2 separate regions of the Rattus norvegicus genome follow, and region 1 is linked to region 2. The links are chromatin contacts, called in public Hi-C maps. All regions are on one chromosome and are shown on one strand. The core of a region is the stretch at or near the end of the contact, and the rest is flanking DNA. Distances in the headings are between cores, read along the strand shown.

Evidence for each region. Hi-C and Micro-C count contacts between places; a contact is called where the count stands out from the background.
Region 1: a contact with region 2 is called in a Hi-C map of frontal cortex, with 1.8 times the contacts expected there. The contact joins two enhancer-like sites. A contact is called at or near these places in 1 of 12 Hi-C or Micro-C datasets (frontal cortex) and 1 of 1 datasets of contacts at active chromatin or transcription factors (oligodendrocytes).

Annotation. Positions count from the first base shown.
Region 1 is chr2:106,585,972-106,589,003 of GRCr8, reverse strand. No RefSeq gene overlaps it. Among named protein-coding and RNA genes, the nearest start is that of Tbl1xr1, 140 kb to the left of the region's middle. Within about 2 kb of position 1,418, at least 89 of the 93 cell types and tissues checked have an H3K27ac peak or open chromatin away from gene starts, as enhancers often do.
Region 2 is chr2:106,224,324-106,227,481 of GRCr8, reverse strand. No RefSeq gene overlaps it. Among named protein-coding and RNA genes, the nearest start is that of Tbl1xr1, 500 kb to the left of the region's middle. Within about 2 kb of position 1,866, at least 4 of the 93 cell types and tissues checked have an H3K27ac peak or open chromatin away from gene starts, as enhancers often do.

The DNA of each region.
Region 1 (3,032 bases), core at 169-2,668, 360 kb before region 2:
TTGTCTTTTACACTTCCAGTTTCTAGTTCCCTAAGGCGGCTTCTGATTGGATTAAAATATGTCACCACTAGGCTCCTGGACCAGTCCTCTGGGGCAAGGTAGGAGAGTAGTGTGAACTGGGCCCAGTGTGGTCTCCACCTTCTTGGACTAAGTGGTTCTTTCAGGAACCTCGTGGATGTGGGAGCTTTAGAAGGGGCTGCAGCTTCAACTGGGACTGGAGGCTGCTGGTTAGGGTGGAATTTAGGAAACCAAGAGTCTGTAGGCTGTTTTCTGAAACAGGAAGAGGGGCTTTGACCTGAGTGCAGTGTTTCCAGAAAGAGTTGCCCATTTGAAAAAAAGGAGACAGAGAGGTGCAAAGTCTAGATGTATAACTCCCTAGTTGCCCAGAAGACAATGGCTCTCCCCACTTCGATGATGTGTCCACAAACAGGTTGAGCCCTCAGCCCAAGCTCAGAAGCCTTGAATAGTCCTGCATCTCCAAAGCACTAGTTCGCTTTCATCTCTGCACAGGCCCAGCCCTCCCCTTCCTTCCTGAGCTAAATAAGACTTGGCTTCTTGGTGGCATTTGCACAGGCCTGCGACAGGGAAAACAGTCTGTGGCCTTCTCCTCCTCTGGTGTCACTATCCAAGCTGGGTATGCTGGATGTGCAAGGGGGGGGGGGAAAAAAAAAGCCAGGGCTCCAGGAGACACCAGCTTGGTGGCACTGGCCCCACCCGAGTTGGTAGCACAAACAGGGGGAGGGGGGGTGGTTCTGGATCTTTTAATGCAAATTCTGTTAACCTAGCACTGAAGATGGTTGAGTACCCAATGGTCCAGTTTGCAAGGTGGGAAGAGGAGCCTACACTGTGCACCTGTAACGAAACACGTGCACCTGTAAGGAAACACGGACACCATGGCTTACAAAATGTCACCAGAGCTGAGGTGCAGGTTCCTAGAGGCTCCTTGGATCGGGGACTCCAGCAGGAAAAGGGACCCGGAGCTTTCCAGACCTTGAAGACTGTATCTTGTGTGTATGTCGAAATGTTGGGATGGGGCAAGGCCTTTGCAATCTCTACTTCCCTTGGTGACTGCTGCTAGCCTTGTAACCTCCTCTGCCGCGTGGTATGGGCTTGGAGGTAGGTGGTGGGACCAGTTCTATCAGCCAGATGAATTTTTGGCTAAACATAACATTGAAAACCCCTTCTCCCTAGCCCAAGGCCCCCTCTTGACTTGGTGGAGGCGATCCTGCTGCGGCTGAGATCCATCCAGCCTGGCCAGGCAGCCGCCGCAGTTCCCCTCCCCCGCCGGACTGTGAGCCCATTTTCGCTCGGCTGGTCTCTGCGCCGCCGGATGGATGGCGCCCCACCCCCCGCTCCTCTGCTCAGTCATTCAGACTTGGAAAGTCAATAACACGCTGACATCATCAGGGGTTTGTGTATTATTACACGGCTACTTTCCAGAATACCTGGCATTATCTAAGAGAGGAGCACTCGATTGCACCAGCAAGGCCCAGAGCGGAGTCTGCAGCCCCGGGGAGGCGCGGCTGCTCTGGCCCGGCTCTTTTTTCCACCGGGAGTACCTCCAGGGCACCAATTAGGAACAGATGGTGGCTTCTGCTCTAAAAGCAGATGCACTTTAGATATCGATACAGATTCATTTTGGCTTGGGGGTGTACTCAGAAGTCACCCTCAAGTGACCTCCATTTCTTCTGAAAACACACATGCCCTGACTTTTGGTCCTTAAAGAGCATTTTCAATGACTCTCACAGAGGCAAAAAAGAAAGGCATTTGCTCTAACCAGAAGCCAAACCCTGCCTCTTGAGGCTTGGGGTGGGGGTGGCGGTGGGGGTGGGGTGTTATGTAATCACCATTGCGGCTGATTAGCGCTTTGCTTTGCCTCCAAGGCTGAACTGAAGGTTTTGGTGCCTGAGTTTCTCTTTAAGCTTACTGCAGGGCAAACGCACAGAAAAACACGGCCCAGATTTATGGTGCAAAACTGCTCTCCAAGCAAATTGCCTTAGCATTCTGTTTCGGTTCTGGAGCAGGGGAAGTAGATGGATTTGGTGTTAATTAAGATCTCTTTATCTTACTGTTCCGGTGGTTCCTTTGCCTAGAACGAGGATTTTTTTTTTTTAAGTCTATGCATTTAAGCAGTTTACTTCTCTCCCCCTTGCTGTGAACGGTACATTGAAGTTGCTTTGATACTAATTAAATGTATAGATTGCTGCCACTTTGTTCTTGAGAACACATTCACATATTAAAGACAATACATCCAATAACTCACGCAACATGGTGCCTTTTCTGTTTGGCCAAACAGGCTATTTATTTACAGACACAGGACAGGTCTCCTTTAAATTCTCTTCGGTACTTTTAATTGGGGAGAAAAAAAATGGCAGCCAGCCCTAATTTGGAGAATGACAAGGGGAAGGAAGGGCTGGCCCTCCTTGGCCTCATCTTACCCCTCCTGCTCCCGGCAGGGAGCTGCCTGATCTAAAGTCCTTAAGTGCTCCCCTGGAGGAAACAGAGCAGACAGCCTCTCAACTAGTAAGGTTTTCTCTCCCAGCAGCCCGTCATTCAGAAGGTTAGGGCAACTTCCCTCTAAATGCTATGAAGGAGAACAGTCTGAAGCTGTCATTTCTTGAATTCAGCCACAGCTGGTGAGCACACAGCTGGGAGTCGGGGCAAAAACTTCCAAGATGGCCCCCTGATTGCCTGAGAAGTGTCTGAAATGGTGAGACATGCAGAAAAATGGAAGTTACGGGGTGGGGAAGAAAATGAACCCTCACTTTGGAGCCTGGTTGAAACCTCTAGCCAGCTGTAAAGGAAGATTTTTTTTTTTTTTTTAAGATGAAATTTGCTGTGAAGGTTGCTGTCATACAACCAATATTCCTGTGTATGTGCATGCAGGCCCAGCAACCTCAAGTGTCTTTCCTCACCAGGCGATTCCCACTTTATGCTTAAGATGGGGAGTTTCTCAGTTTTTTGGTTTTGTTTTTATGTGTATGGGTGTATGTATGTATGTATGTATGTATGTATGTGTGCAAGGGCCTATT
Region 2 (3,158 bases), core at 617-3,116:
CTTAGAAGGTAATTTCTTTTGGTATCATATAAATGCAAATCTTCTCTCTTGCACATCTTTAATTAGTATTTACTAAAAAAAAAAACCATCAATTTTGATGCTACCATTTTGTCCAAAATATAAATTAAACACTTGGCAAACTCCAGCATGTTTTAAAAACACAGAACATAGTCTGTTGGAGGCTTCCATTTAATGTTAAAGTAATGCAGAACAGAATCCTGGGAGATTCTACCACTAAGGAGTCCTGCCAAGCCTAGGTGAAGTTTTTCCAAATCCTAGACTCTTATACATCCTATTTCCTGTTCACCACTTGCAGGGAGATATAATTGTTCAAGAGCTGTGAGGATAACGAGTCACCCACAGTCCTTCCTGCTAACTTTTGAGAAGTCTCTACTGAGGCAAGTGGATGAAAAGAGAGCCAGACTTTGTGTGCTTAGTCAGGAAGCATCAGTTTCTGCTCACTGGACTTTCTGGTATGATTAGCCCTCACATTGCTTTACACTGGTATCCCAAATACTAGCTTAACTTTTTTCACATTTCAGTTCTTAAAAAGGAAGCCAAGACTCATTAACTGTACTTACTGACTGCCCTGTCCCCAACTTCTGGTGGGACAGTATACTTTTTCTGTCATCTCTTTGCCTATCCTGACTTTAGACTCATTTTGGTTCCCTGCATCTCTGTTGCTTAGCTGTGGAACACTGACAGCCTGCTTGGGGACTGCCTTATTTGATCTGTGCTAACCAGTGCCTCAGACCTGGTCCTTAAATTTGACATCTTGTATTCAACACTTAGAAAAACTCTGTATCTCACATGGTCCTTCAAAACGAAAACACAGGACAAAGTTCACTCCTTCTGTCTACTCTCTTACTCCCATATCCTTTCTTTTTTCCCATTTCCTTTACCCTTAACATCACTGTGAAAATAGCTTCAGTGGTAGAAAACTTGCCAACAGAGGATGAGATTTCTGCTGTGGTCATGTGCCAACTGCATACTATAAGGAATTCATGGCTCTTAGCTTTGAATAGGATTCTAAGTGAGAATGGAAATCAGTGAGAGAGAAAGGGAGAGAGAGATTTTTTATCTCCATTCTGTGATCAAACATTTGACAACCAGAAACTTAGAGAAGAAAGGGTTTATTTGTATATTTTGGCATATAGCTTGAAGGCAAACAGTCTACCCAAGTGATAGGCCAACCAGAAGGTGGCTGGTTACATTGAATTTACAGGAGCTGACAGTGAACAGAAAGTAAAGCTAAGACAGAAAACCTCAAGGGTCACTTAAACCAACAAGGCTTCTCCTCCTAAAAGTTGTGTTTTTCCCAAACAGCACCACTAGCTGGAGACCCACTGTCCAAACATGCGAGGTTATGGGGGGACATTTCATGTGAATCACCAAATAGACCTTGCTAGCTGAAGGTGTTTCTGTGCTTTGATGTCTTATTCTAAGGAGGCAAACACAAGGAAATAATCTAAGAAGATCCCAAGCTAAGGAATTTTGTTGATGTTATCATACATATATTTATTTTATTCAGTTGCTTCATACACCATGTATTTAGTATAGCCTGTCAAATATAAATGAGCCCCTACCTAGAGAGAATGTCATGACTGATGTGAGATTTCTGGGAATTCCCAAGCAGAATGAGTTCATGGAGCTTGGAGACACAGAATACCTCTGTCTTTGAAATTAAGCCAGAAGCATTCAAATTACATCATAGTCATAGTCAACTTCAGAAGCAAATTTGCATAATCATTGCTAAAAAAAAAGCTGTTCTCTAATCTTCAAAAAGTATGAGGATTCTATCAGGAATGCATGTTGGAAATGAGAGAGACCTGTAGTGTTTTCTGTTGCACTTAATTGTTTCAGATTAAGTGAAATTATATGGGTGACAGATTCCTATTTTCTTTGAACCTACTTCCTTTTGCATGCTGTGACATACTAAACAAAAGGGTGTGCCTAAAAGTGGGGAGGTAGACTGGAGAAGGGAAGTCGATCAGGTTGCTAAAACCTGATAACATCTCCCCCTTTGTTCTATTTCTAAAATCCTCAGGAAGCCTTCTGATCCGGAATTTGATTTCCTGTATAGTTCTACCTACCAGAAGGGATGTGCAGACAGTTGGCCTAGCTCCTGGACCAAGCATGCCTCCAGTTTTACATGAATAAATTGGCTTTTTGACAGAGTGAATCAGAGTATAAGGTTGCTTTGCATGAATCTAGCTCTAAAATTGCATGAGCCTAAAAACTGTGAGTCCAGGAAAGGGCATTGGAAATAAGATGTGGGCATTTGAGTAGCTGTATAGAAGTAAACCCTTTGTGTTTTTATTTATTTTTTTCAGGTAGTTAATTATTTTTCATAAAGTTAAGTTCACATAGAACTTTAAGATTTACTGGCATCATGCACGTTCCAAAGCTGAGACCATTTTTGAGCATTGGGGTGATCCTTTCCCACACAGGAATGTCTATTTAAGCCATCAGTGACTCTTGATGTTTGCACTGAGATAAACCATATTATTTTGTGAGATTCTGAACAGTTATACCCCAGTTTCCACTGGGTATCTCCATGCAGACTTCTGTGTATTAACAAAACAAGTAATTTTTTTCTAAAGGAAGGTTAAGATGTGAAAAAAAAGAAACAGAAAGACATTGGAAAAATAATTAAGCTGTGGGTACCCTAGAGAAGGGCAACAATGCCCTTTCTCAACAGTACCGATTAACAAATAAAAATCCCAGTACCAGAAATGGCTTACTACTTTTGGATTTGTTGGCTAATATGGTCCCATAGGTCCCCCAATTTCATAAGTTGTTGTTAATATTCTTGGTTATTCTTCAGACTTACCTTGACAATAAGGACCCATTGCTGAAGACTATACATATTTGAATCATAGAACATGAAGAAATATAGTGGGTGCTCACCAGAGAAGCTTAATTTTGCATTAGGTGAAAAATTAATGCAGAAATACACAAAAGGCCACAATGCAGAGAATGAGAGACTGTGGAATGCTCAACCCCACTAAAAGGAGCGTCTATATTACACTTCTTCCTCTCAAAAATTATTGTGGAAAGGATGGTAGTAGAAAGATTATAGGAGGCAGAGGTGGTGCAGATTAAAACAAAATGGGTTTTTATGGATATGACAGGACAGTATGAACTCACACTGGTTA